Regions from separate parts of the Mus musculus genome. Here all the other regions are linked to region 2. Evidence: chromatin contacts called from public HiCAR-type data. All regions are on one chromosome and are shown on one strand. Each heading gives the region's core, a stretch centred on a gene start, on an enhancer-like site or on the middle of the called end of the contact. The rest is flanking DNA. Distances are from core to core; before and after follow the strand shown. Region 1 overlaps Cldn12 (claudin 12). Region 2 holds the start of Adam22 (a disintegrin and metallopeptidase domain 22). Region 3 holds the start of Steap1 (six transmembrane epithelial antigen of the prostate 1). Region 4 holds the start of Cdk14 (cyclin-dependent kinase 14).

Region 1 (3,077 bases), core at 511-3,010, 2.9 Mb before region 2:
AGACCCAACACCCCTCAATGTCATGTTAGTACTAACATGGTTTTATCCATTTGATATCACATCAGAAGAGATATTTTTAAAATTTGCCCCTCTTTAATTTATCATCTTAGCTTCAGAGGTAGAATAGGTATAATTTAATCTCTCTCCTATCTTACCATTCTCATGATCTGAGACCATTATTACGGCTATGGGAGGAGACCTGATTAAAGGGAATTTCCAGCGTCCAGGCTATTGCTGGTGGTGGACCACAGGCTGTCTGTGTCACAAAGACATCTTTCAGATGAAATACACTCCTGGGTCAATGCTTGACAAGCTTACCAGCTACCATAATGTCAGACTTCCCACTGGTTATCAGGTGAATTAGATCAACATTCCTACATAGACATGGCTATTTCTCCTATTTGTGTATCCTCTGAAGTACTTACTCAAACGTTAAGCAGTGTCAGAAGCAAGAAATCAGTTCTGAAGCAGGAACTGAACAGACTAAAGCCACTACTCAAATAGTAGCCACCAAATGAATCTTTGGCGCTGACACTAAAGAACAGACTCCCGCGCCCTGAAAAACAATTTTGTCCTAGGCACTAAGAGCTTGGCCAGCGCATGAGCACTACCTGATAAGGGGATCTGGAAAGGGATTCTTGCTTCAAATGAAGCAACATACTGACTGTCTCCTGACGCATTGTTAGTGTAATTGGGTGTGCCTTGTAGTTAGTGCTCAGGAGGCAAGCGGGTAGAAAGTCTGAGTACACACTGGTCTGCAGTGATCTCTAGGCCAGCCAGAGCTACACAGCAAGACCCCATCTGAAACCAATGAAGAAGCCAAATGTTAACCATGCTTAAATATTAGCTTTACTCTGTCATGTAAAATGCGTTTTACTTTTCCCTGGAATGAGGTAGAAGATAGCAATCTTCAGTATACTGATGCCTATTCAATTAGTCCCCAGAGAGAATGAAATTATACCTTCAAGCTGGAAGAGTTCTGGAGACAGACAAACTCCTAGCCTCATCCGACTGAAACGTCTTAAGTTTGAAACTGCCCCTTCCACCTTTCAATCATCGGAGTCAATGCACAATCTGAAATACGGGTGAAGATCAAACAGCATTGTTCAATATGCTGTCTTCACTGCCTCCAGTGTTATCATGGGTCCTTTCACATAAGCTATTGATCAGACATCAACAAGGAGGCTAGAGACCCTTCTAGTCTCAGAAGCAAGATAAAAGGAATGGTTCACATTTAGAAGAATGTAATATGTACCTCATAAAATCTAGCAGCATTTCATTCTACCAAGATATACAAATTTGGCTCCACTGACTGATAAGGAACATAGGAAAAATGTACACAGGTCCAAAAAGGCTCATTATGCAGGGGGCTGTGAGGCTACAAGACATCCTTTGAACAGTTAATTGTATCTCTGTTAAGTGCTGTGTGAGACTACTGGAATGTCGATTTCAATGGCAGAGAGGCGGGACCGTGATGAATAGGGCTGTGAGTAAGTGTGCATCCCGGGAGCGTGAGAGTACAGCGGTTGCCAGAAAGGAGAGGACAAAGACTTGCATGCACAATACCAAACGAACAGCAGGAGAGCAGTCATAAACAGACCCCCTGAGCTAGCAATAGTGACAAATACTGCATAGTCAAAGGTAAAGACCGGCTCAAACTTCCTGTTGAGATGGCTGTTATAAAAGATGGCCCAGATGGACGGAGAGAGGCTCACGGTACCTGCCAGAAAAAACAGGAGTCCGGCCACCAGGTGGCAGCCTGCACTATTGACCAGACACTTGGCCAGTTTGATGTTAGGCACGGAAGAATTGAAGGCCGTGTTACACATTCCAATCAGGCAGAGTAGCAAGGCACCCATTGCGATCACGATGCTGAGAGGCAGGGCAAACTGGAGGACACGCAGGTCCAGCTGGTCAACCGACAGGTACCACGTACGGTCGTACATCAGGCAGTCACTGCTTCCATCATACCGGGCACACTTCACCCACAGGCCCGTGTAAATCGTCAGGTTCTTCTCGTTTCTGTTGAATGTGATCAGCCGCAGTTTCCTCCAGTTAGGAAGCAGAGTCCCCGCAAAGAGGCCTGCGACAGAGGCAATACCACACAGGAAGGACAGGACGGTGGCTGCGTGGACATCTCGGCAGCCCATGGCAGGAGGGCTTGAGCTGTATGGTCAGTCTGGGGGATGACACACACAGGGCAAATCAGGCACCATGGGAGAGCACAGCTAGAGTTGCCACCAACTGGCAGCACATTTAGAGATGAAATGCTAGTGCAGGAGGGAGCTAGCTAGTGCAATCCTAGCACTTCTGTGGCTAAGGCACCAGGACTGCAGCATGTCTGAGGGCAGCCTGGTCTCTAAATTGAGTTCTAGACTAGACCCTGCCAACCACCTACCCATCCTATCAGAAAGAAAGAAAGGTGGGGGAGGGAGGGAGGGAGGGAGGGAGGGAGGGAGGGAGGGAGGGAGGGAAGGAAGGAAGGAAGGAGATGGAAACTCCAGTCTCCTGTCTGTACAATATGAATGTACATTATTAACACATATGTCCCAGATCAAGTGCACACATGTGCTTTGTCATCTCTTTGTCACACAGCAACTAAAATCTTCAGCCATTGTTATTTTTCTTCATAATTAAAGAGAGTAACATCACACCTAAAATTTAAAAGTGGTTGTCAATATTCACTCAGCATACATACACGGGCCACTTTGCATATCAGGTTTTCAATGAAAAAAATAAATCACAAATTATTCAAACTGTAGCAAGCAAGGGCTAGGACACTCAATATCTAACAGCTACAGGCTCTACGACCTCAGCCTCAGCATAAGTGCTCTAACAAATGCAAAGTGAGCCCCAAGCAGCAGGTGAGTAAGCTGTCTGGAGAAGCATGGCAGGACAGCAGGACGGACGTTCAGAGCTGCCTCGTGACCTGGCTGACAGACAGACATTCCCTGTGCCTTCACTCCTCATCTGCAAACTGGGTAAGAAAGTAGAGCCTACCTCACAGGGCTTTTTTCTCATGCATCCAATGAGTTAATGCAATGGCACGTGCTTAGAACACGCCTGAAGCACTGTGT
Region 2 (2,930 bases), core at 420-2,919:
TTGTCAGGTTGATCTATACAAACATAAAAACATTTACAGTCCCAAAAATATTTGCTAGAGTTAGCAGTACTCATTCGTATCTATAGATGTTTGGTATTGATTAAAATGCAAGTACTGAAATAAATTAGCTTTCAGAGCAATATAAGTGCTCACTAAAATGATCGCACCCAAGGAGGACCCGTTTTCGGGCCTTAGGTTAGGACTGAATGGGCATGTCTCTGGTGTTCACAAATCTGAGTGACCAGGGGATTTTGAGATGTTGTTTATTTTAGTTTGGTTTCTTAGAGCAGCCTAGTTTTCTTCTCCTCTCTTCTTTCTACAATAATCATCCTGGTTTATAATGTTTTCTCTCAGAGTTAAAACAACAAAGATGGTGATGCATATCCTGCCTAAATAGACTCCTCCTACCCCGTGCAGTTTTCACTTGACTAAGGAGATAGGGTCTGTGCCTCTTGTCCCTAGCTCAGGTTACAGGGCTACTAGGAGCATCCAATGCCACCCCTACCCCCTAGCACGTCTGCAAAACATTGGCCTACCCTTCTTTTGGTTCCTTTTTTCCTCCTTTTTGCACTTACACCAAGAGTATCATGCAGGAATCAAATTAGGACTGTGCTCTTTTCACCCGGTACACCGCATTTCCAGGGCAACCCTAAGCAAACGCGGGGTCCCTGGGCAGTGTGGAGGACCATCTCCCGAACCCCGCCACTCACCTGCGGTCCGCCAGGGTCGCCCCGCACCCGCGTGTCGAGCTGGTTGTGCTGAGTTTCATCCTCGCCGCCCAAGCGATAGATGAGGCGCAGTGGTATGATGCTCTGGCGCTCCAGGAAGCGGTTTTCTTTCCCCCTCTCCAGTCCTTTCAGTGAGGCGACTCCTTGCAGGCAGGCAGGCAGGCAGGCAGGAAGGAGGGAAGGAGGGAAGGAGGGAAGGAGGGAAGGAGGGAAGGAGGGAGTAGAGAGAAACAGCAAAAAATAATGACCCTGACCCACAGTCCTCCATCCTGCACTCCTCATCACCTTATTCCCCGCCTCCTCCCTCCTGGACCTAACTGGGAAGGACGCAGAGACACCAGCTGGAAAGCCCTGGAACCAGCTCTTTCGAGAGCATCTCTGGGCCCAGAAACAGGGCACCCCTTTCCCGTTTTCCTGAAGGAGACTCTTCTTTTGCAGGAGGAAAGAGAAAAAAAAAAAAAAAAAAAGCATTTGACCCCAGATTGCTGATGCATCCTCGGGTCCCCCACACATGTGTGCTTACACCCCTTCCTCGCCGACCTTCAAAAAATAAAAATAAAAAATAAACGACGGCGCACTGTGGAAATGCGGGTGCGGCTTTTAGAGGGTCCTCCAGGCTCCAAAGAGTCCTGGAAACCCCGGCAAATGCGAACTTACCTGCCCGACCGCAGCGCGCCAGGGGGCAGGTCCCCAAGACGCAGAGCAGCCAGAAGGACGCGGCCGCCGCTGCCTGCATGGTGGCGGCGCTCAGCTGCTCTTGCCCGGGCCTGGGGCTCGGCCTCCCAACCGCCCCTTCCCAGCTCGAGCCGCTACCGCAGCCTCCGTGGCCTCAGTGCTGCATTGTGCCTGGCGAGCGCTTCGGTGGCGGGGGCAGCGAGCGAGCGCCGCTTCGGGCGCCAGCCTGTAGCTAAGTGGCTTCTAGCGCCTCCCACCTCATCCCCAGGCGGAGGCCCGGGCTGGTGGCCAGCACAGCGGGGGGAAAGAGCCGGGTGCGCAGGGCCCTGGTGGTGCACTTGCCCCACGCGCCGCACCCGGCCGCGCGCACCAGAGTAGCTGGGAAATGTAGTTCCCTCCCCGCACAGCTAGCTGGTCTCTAAGGCGACGCTACCATAGCCACCCAAAACCCAAGAAGTAGACTGCACACCAAAGGAGGAGAGGTGATGGAGGTCACCTGCACAGTGGCCGCACCCCGAATTCGCCCCCAAGTTCTGCGAAGAGCCACAGGGTTGCTCACGAGCTACTACTATTTCTTGTGTTTCCAAGAGACCATGCCTTGAGTGCAGGACAAGTCAATTTTGCCACAGATCTGGACTGAGGGCCTACTGTGTGCTGGGCGTGAGTCACACATTGTGAGGTGCAATTAAGAAAAGCCTTTTTGGTAAGAATTTTCCCAAGGCGGTTTTCAATGCTTTTATTCCTATGAAGTATTTTGCTGACAGGTGTGTCTGTGCACCTGCCATGTGTATGCAGTGTCTATGGTTGGAGGCCCAAAGAGAATGTTGGGTCCCTAGGACTGGGGTTACAGAAGGTTTTGTGGGTTCTGGGAATCCAACTCATTTTCTCTGGAGGAACACTTAGTGTTTTAAACCTCTGAGACATCTCTGTCCATTCTCCACGCCTTTTTTTGAATTGACATTTGATTTCATTTTAATTTTGATACCTAAGGGAGAGTGGTTAACCCAACTCCAGGAGAATCAGATGTCTCCCAGAGGTCTAGGAAGACTTGTGAAGAGTGAGTCAGCCGGATACTCTGTGATATGTTTGCTTCCTCCTATATCTGTCAGCTTCAAACCTGCACCAGTAATAGATAAGGAAAACGACTTTGTCAGGCCGCTTTCCCTACCTAGGGAGTGGCACTATTCAAAAGTGTAGCCTTGTTGGAATAGGTGTACCGCTGTGGGTGTAGGCTTTAACCCCCTCCTCCTAGCTGCCTGGAAGCCAGTCTTCTCCTAGTAGCCTTCAGATGAAGTCATAGAACTCTCAGCTCCTTCAGCTCCTCCTGCCATATGCCTGCCTCCACACTGCCATGCTCCCATCTTGATAATGGACTGAACCTCTGAACCTGTAAGCCAACTCCAAGCAAATATTGTCCTTATAAGAGTTGCCTTGGTCATGGTGTCTGTTCACAGCAATAAAGCCCTAAATAAGACACTGCCCCTCTCAAATGTTAGAGGCTCACCAGGATGAAATAATAATAACACA
Region 3 (3,028 bases), core at 473-2,972, 2.6 Mb before region 2:
CAAGGCTGCCCTTGAGGGGCTAACAGTCTGTCTTCAAAATGTATTACCCATGCCATTTTCTGACCTTAACCAGTACTATAAAGTGAGTAGGTTGGTGTTGGGTATCTAGGAATAGGGTAGCATGCACTGTAGTAACAAGTATAAGAAACAGTTTGCTACGTTTAGAGTGTATTTTAAGTTTTGTGATTCACAATGTTTAAGATAGTGAAGCATAAATCTATAGCTGTTCACTGTTAATTCATTAATCACACTGAACAATGATGGCAGACACGGGAAATACAAAGTTAAATGATAAGTCTGTTCTCAAAGAAAGTTTAGGACAGGGAAACGCTCCATTAAGACCTGTGTGGTAATGCCATACATCTTAAAGGATAATAGTGTATAGACAGATGGTGGCTCTGGAAAGGAAGTGGAGAAAACGGATGAGAGCCCCTTTCTTTACCCAGTCCTGTGACCTGCAGTGAGTTGTTGGTGCTTGCTGACATGACAGACAGCCACTGCTGAGAGATTCTGGGTGGAAGGACAGAGTGGCCCAGAGGAGATGCCTAGCCATTTGTTTGCATGGTACCACTCTGAGGAGCATCGCTAAGGAAAAGAGCCAATGCCCGTAAAGGTGATTGTTGACTGTATGCCCAGAAACCAGGAAAACAAACTATCAGCTAAATAAATCATGCCTTCTTCCACCAGACCTTAGCTACACCTATAATTACACTTCTACAGGAGAGGTTTCATCAGGCTGTCCAGCAAACTCAGCAGGAAACAGCATAGTGCAGAGATGTCAAGAACTCCAGGATTTGAACCAACATTCTCCAGCTTTCTTCCCCATTAAATAGTGATTTCTGTTTTCCTGGATTAGGTTGGCTGGCTTGTTGTTCCTGCTAAATATTGACACAGCCCAACAGACTCATGTTTATGGGAAGGAGTTTAGAATCCAAGAAACCCAGTGACTGGAATACATTGTGGGTTGCAGTGCATGTCCCACGAGTCTTTCAAATGTATTTTTTTGCTTTGCCACAGTTAATTATTGGAAGAGGGGAAGGTGTTCTACAGCGGGCTGTTTCTTAAAGCATTGCTTCCCCAAGTGCTTAACATTAATATTAAATACATTCCCTTGATTTTATATCGAGATGTGGATGTATCCCCCACCTCAACGGAACAGCATAACTAAATTTGAAGTGGACTTAAATTCTTGGACTACAAACGTCTGTTAGTTGCTTTCACCAGAGTGCCTTATTTAAAAGCTCTGACTATTTTAAACCCGAATCCTACTCAGATCCCGAAAGAGTAGGACCGGTGTTCCAAAGACTTAAAATGAAAAAAAAAAAAAAAAAATTCCATGAAGAAACCAGCTCAAACAGCAGGACGAGTCATTCATCCAGCGAGGCAAACTTGCGGAAACTGCCAAGTTGGCAAACTTACCGGGGGAACCCAACCTGACTGCAAAGTTGACCTAAGCTCCAGAGCCGGGACCGCGGAGACCTGCTCCCCGCGGGGCTCGCCGAGATCCGCGAGGGGCCGAAGGGGCGCCCCGCTGCCCGGAGCACCACCGCCCGCCCCTGAGACCCGCCTCACCCCTTCCCCGGCCCGCAGCAGATTCCCAAGGCCCGCGGAGGCGGGGAGCAAGCGGCCTGCGAACGAGACTCGGGACTCACCGGCTTCTCCGTGGGACCCGACGGCGAGGCGCTCGCTGCCCGGACGGACTCCCAGTCCCACGCGGAGCCCGAATCTCGCTGCCCAGCACAGCCCGCTCCGCAGACCCCGCCCCTCGGCCGCCGCGCGCACAGCGCCCCCTGCCGGAGACCAGCTCCTGCTCACACCCAGGGGCTTCGCTGCGGCCGCCGTGGGAGGGGCGTCGCCGGGGGCGAATCCTTGGCTGTGCAAGGGGGACCCAGGGTCACCAGCAGGGCTCACTGGAAACCGACTGGGACCTGGTCGAAATCTGCAGTTGTGCATTTCGCCTGTTGCCGGGCGACGCTGTAGTGATCCTGGATCCCACACTTGGAGACCAACTGCTCTGTAGCGATTACGCCGTCCGCGGTGGAGCGCTCTTCCAACAGAGCAGTTTCTCAGACGACTAGCTGTTAGGACAGTCAGAGGATGAATCTGAGTTTGTGAGTGACTTTTACACCGGGTTTATTTGTTTATTGTAGCTATGTGAATGAATATTATGATACACACGTGGAGGTCAGATGATACCTCGGTGTGGTGGTCACAAGAAGCACAGGGTTGAGAGGATTTAAAAATAACCCGTAGCTCTGACGCTAGGGACCACCCTCCGTTCACCACAGAGTTTTGCAGATTCAACTCAGACTCTAGACACTAACGACCAAGGTGGAGCTGCGTCTCCAACCTGAGTGTTGTTTTTAATGTGACCCTGGGTCACAAACTCCTCTTTTTCTGAGATCAGCCTACTTCTGCCTCCCGAGTGCTGGAATTAAAGGGATGATCTGAACTCCACTGTCCTGCGTGTCTTAGTGCTCCGTGGATAATGTTTGGGTTCACTGACTCCCATCAGATAGTGTAAAAGGCCTTTGAAGATTAAATTACCCCGGCCTGACACCTTGTGGCAAAATAGACGCTTGCAGCTTTTATTTCCAAGGAAGAAAATCATTAGACCGAGGGTTAGGGAAACTTCTAGTTAGTGGGCTAAGACTCACAACCACAGGGGTTCTGTTCCCAGCACGCAGTTGTTCTTCAGTTTCCCATTTTCTGGCGTGTATCTTAAGAATAAAGTTGATACACCAGAAGGGTAAATAAATTAGGTCCTATAAATAAGTCTGTACACCCAAACTGCACTCAAATACCTTCATCACGTTTGTTTGTTTGTTTATTTATTTATTGTAGGTATGTGGATGAATGTTACTGCATGCACGTGGAGGTCAGATGATAACTAGGTGTGGCAGTCCCAAGAAGCAAGGGTTGGGAGGATTTCAAAATAAACCTGTATTGTAGCTCCAAGTCCAGAGATTGCCCTCCTCCCACAATGGAGCTCTGCAGGTTCCAACTGTAAGTCACAAGGACACTTTAC
Region 4 (2,881 bases), core at 95-2,594, 3.0 Mb before region 2:
TAATAATAATAATAATAATAATAATAAGCTTGACTAAATATTTATCCATGTTTTCATAGTTCATTGTCCATACATGCAAACTGTCTTCAGACTGCAGACACTCACTGGCACATCAGGGCTTTAAGGAATTAGCTTATGATTAATTAATTAACTTTCACTAACATAACAGGTGAGCCAAAGGCCAGAAGGTATGCTGGGACACTCCCATGTGTTGGCTTGGGGCTTATAGGATTCCCTTGCTTTGCACAGTTACCTGTATCAAAGAAAGTTAAGGACCAAAGTTTAGGTAGCAGCTATGCCTCCAGGTTTACAGGCACTTTCTGCCACCAACACTCAAGATTCAACAAACCCATTCCACCGGACACAGCTGTCATCTTGCTGCAGCCTATAGCATGTATTCATTAAGTATCCTAAACATTCCTTGAGCGTTTTGTTTTGTTTTGTTTTGTTAATGCTGTGTGTTTATGCTCTGTTAAGTTGGTTGATTTTTTTTTTAAAGAAGACAATAGCCTCTGGACTGCACTAATGGAGCAAGTTCAGGAGACATATTCATAAATGTCTCCACAACTTCACAGCTCACCCTTCACCACAGCAGCTGGAAGGTTTCAAGACCTACAAACCGAACACCCAAACCTCCAATTATAGGACCCGGAGTACGGAACAAAAGGTCCCAAGGTATCTGTCCCACTTCCTCTAGGTTGAGTACATTAAACAACATCAGGCACATGTCAACGTTTCAACAATTCCCAAAGCTAAATTATTGGCTAAGCACTTAAAACCAACTCGCTTTAAGTAACCTAGGTGGCCACAGAAACCCGATGGCGGTGGGGACCGGGTGTTCCCTCTCCGGTTCACTGCGGGCGCCAAAGATACTATTGGCGGGGAGGAGGAACTCAAATTGGAGGCTTAAGACAGTCCACGAACGAAGCCCAGGTCCTGGGGGCAGAGGGATGGCCCTCCAGCTGGTCCCTGCCCTAGCCTGGAGTCCTCTCCTTCATCCCTGGTTCGCAGCTCACCCCGAGGTGGCAGCCGCCTGGTTGGTGCCCGGAGCACGGAGTGGGCGCGGGGACTGAGGGAGCGAGCCCCGGGATCGCCCGCAGGACACTGGGGACAGTCGACTACACTCACCGATGCGGCTGAAACTCTCGGACAAAGTTCTCCTCAACTTCTTCATCTTGCCGATCTTCTCGGCCGGCTGCGGTTCAATGAGGTCGCACATCTGGGCGGCGTAGGGCCCCGGCAACTTCGCGAAACTGGTCCAGCGCAGCGCAGCGCAGCGCAGACAACGGCGGGCGAGGGCGCGCGGCGCGGGGAAGGCGGCGCCTCGTCCTGCTCCTCCGCCTCCGCCTCCTCGCGGGCCGCGGGCGACGCGCAGCGCTCGCCAGGCTGCGGGGCTCGGGCCTGGGCCGAGGCTGGGCGCGCGGGGGCGTCTTACGTGGTGCCGGGGGCTGCCGCCATCCCCGCCGCCCGGGGGCCCCCGCGCTGCGCGGCCGCCCGCCGCATTTTCCCTCCTTTGTAAGCAAGAGCCGCGCGGCCGCGGCCGGAGATGGGGGTCCGCGGACGAGGAGGCGCAGGCGGCTGCGGACCGGGCGAGCGGGACAAGTTCCCCAGCCCGAGGGGCGGCGCTGCACGGAGACCTGCGACTGCCCTCGCCGGAGGCCTGGCGCCCGGGACCCCCGCGCGACCCCGCGCCGCGCTCCGGCTCCGAATCCGACTCCGACTCCCAGGCCTCCGCCGCCCTCCCGGACCCGCCGCGCCCGGGCGGCGCCCCCTCCCGGCCGCCCGCGCTCCGCCCGCCGCGGCCGCGCTCCTTCCGCGCGCTCCGGGACCGCAGCCCGCAGGCGGGCCAGTCCACCCGGTGCGGTCCGTGTTGGCCCACGACCCGGAAATGTTGGGGAGTGTCCGACGAGGTGCTCGAAGACCTTGGGGACGCATTCGGGTTTAGGATAGACTTTATGGCGTGGGGTGGTTGGTTTTAATTTGCAGGGAAAGTGGGTGCTCCAAAGGGCAGGAGAGGCCCCATTTTATTGGGGTACAGTGCAAAAGCTGAAAATGCTCCCCACCCCGGAACTTCTAGAAGTCAGGGCACCTGCGTTTTGCCTCAGCCCTGTCTCTGGGTGACAGGAATGTCACTGTGGGTGACTCCTCAGCAGGATACTCTGGTCATCGGTAAACTTACAACCTATTGTCACCTCCTTTCCCCACTTCAGTGAATGAACTTGAAAAGGATCTTAAGAGTGGCTTTTTTAAAAAGCCCCGGGACAAACAGTTCCGGCAGAAAACAGTCTTTTTTTTTTTCTAATAAATGAGGTGCTCCAAACGTCAGTCTCCCAGGGGAGGGTGAAGGAAGATGGGGGTTGGCCTGGTGTACTGATTATGGGCCAGCAAAGTCCTTATGAAAGAAACGTTAGTGATCTTGAGTCATCTGGCTGGGTAAGTAATAGGAGCTTTTGTGGGTGTGACAATGCTGTTTAGTTTAAAGGAAGTTTTGGGGAGTTTGTGTTTTGTCGAAAGATGTTTATCTTAAAACAAAAACTAGCCCCCTGCCTTCCTTAAATTGTGAGGTAGAACACTGATTTGTTCTGCCCTGTGCTGAGCACATTACAGGGTTTTGGTAGATTGCCACTGATAAAAAGCTGCTAGCTAGTCAAGCCAAGCCCCTAACAGGAGAGAGCCAGGAATCCATAGCAAAGTCAAGAGAGTTTAAACGCAGGGATGTTGGGTCCTGACAGCCATATCTCAGTAATTACAGAAAGCACCAACTGTGGCTTCATGCAGGAAAAAAAGTTTTATTGACATTTACCACTTGGTCAGACTAATTAGAAAATTAGCAGTTACAACTGAACTCACAGAGAGAGAAACAGAGACAGAGTGAGACACA

What was found. HiCAR-type assays count read pairs that join an accessible place to other places.
Region 1: a contact with region 2 is called in a HiCAR-type map of astrocytes, with 8 times the contacts expected there. The contact joins the enhancer-like site here to the promoter of Adam22 in region 2. A contact is called at or near these places in 3 of 39 promoter capture datasets (the C10 cell line, cranial neural crest and hippocampal neurons) and 1 of 115 datasets of contacts at active chromatin or transcription factors (astrocytes).
Region 3: a HiCAR-type map of astrocytes shows a contact between it and region 2, with 6 times the contacts expected there. The contact joins the promoter of Steap1 here to the promoter of Adam22 in region 2. A contact is called at or near these places in 4 of 39 promoter capture datasets (cranial neural crest, hippocampal neurons and liver) and 1 of 115 datasets of contacts at active chromatin or transcription factors (astrocytes).
Region 4: a contact with region 2 is called in a HiCAR-type map of astrocytes, with 4 times the contacts expected there. The contact joins the promoter of Cdk14 here to the promoter of Adam22 in region 2. A contact is called at or near these places in 1 of 39 promoter capture datasets (hippocampal neurons) and 1 of 115 datasets of contacts at active chromatin or transcription factors (astrocytes).

Annotation. Positions count from the first base shown.
Region 1 is chr5:5,506,276-5,509,352 of GRCm38.p6, forward strand. It overlaps Cldn12 (claudin 12), which reads right to left. Exons shown (of 4, transcript NM_022890.2): 4 at 1-2,179. The coding sequence starts at 2,150. The coding sequence ends at 1,416. Among named protein-coding and RNA genes, the nearest start is that of Cldn12, 7.2 kb to the right of the region's middle. Within about 2 kb of position 1,761, at least 47 of the 459 cell types and tissues checked have an H3K27ac peak or open chromatin away from gene starts, as enhancers often do. A contact at or near this core is called in astrocytes, where this site is marked.
Region 2 is chr5:8,366,491-8,369,420 of GRCm38.p6, forward strand. It overlaps Adam22 (a disintegrin and metallopeptidase domain 22), which reads right to left and starts at 1,670. Exons shown (of 31, transcript NM_001310440.1): 1 at 1,386-1,670; 2 at 711-871. The coding sequence starts at 1,464.
Region 3 is chr5:5,747,595-5,750,622 of GRCm38.p6, forward strand. It overlaps Steap1 (six transmembrane epithelial antigen of the prostate 1), which reads right to left and starts at 1,723. Exons shown (of 5, transcript NM_027399.3): 1 at 1,653-1,723. Gm46900 (atherin-like) reads left to right here. Exons shown (of 2, transcript XM_017321192.2): 2 at 857-2,596. The coding sequence starts at 1,337. The coding sequence ends at 2,020.
Region 4 is chr5:5,378,907-5,381,787 of GRCm38.p6, forward strand. Cdk14 (cyclin-dependent kinase 14) reads right to left here and starts at 1,345. Exons shown (of 15, transcript NM_011074.3): 1 at 1,129-1,345. The coding sequence starts at 1,219.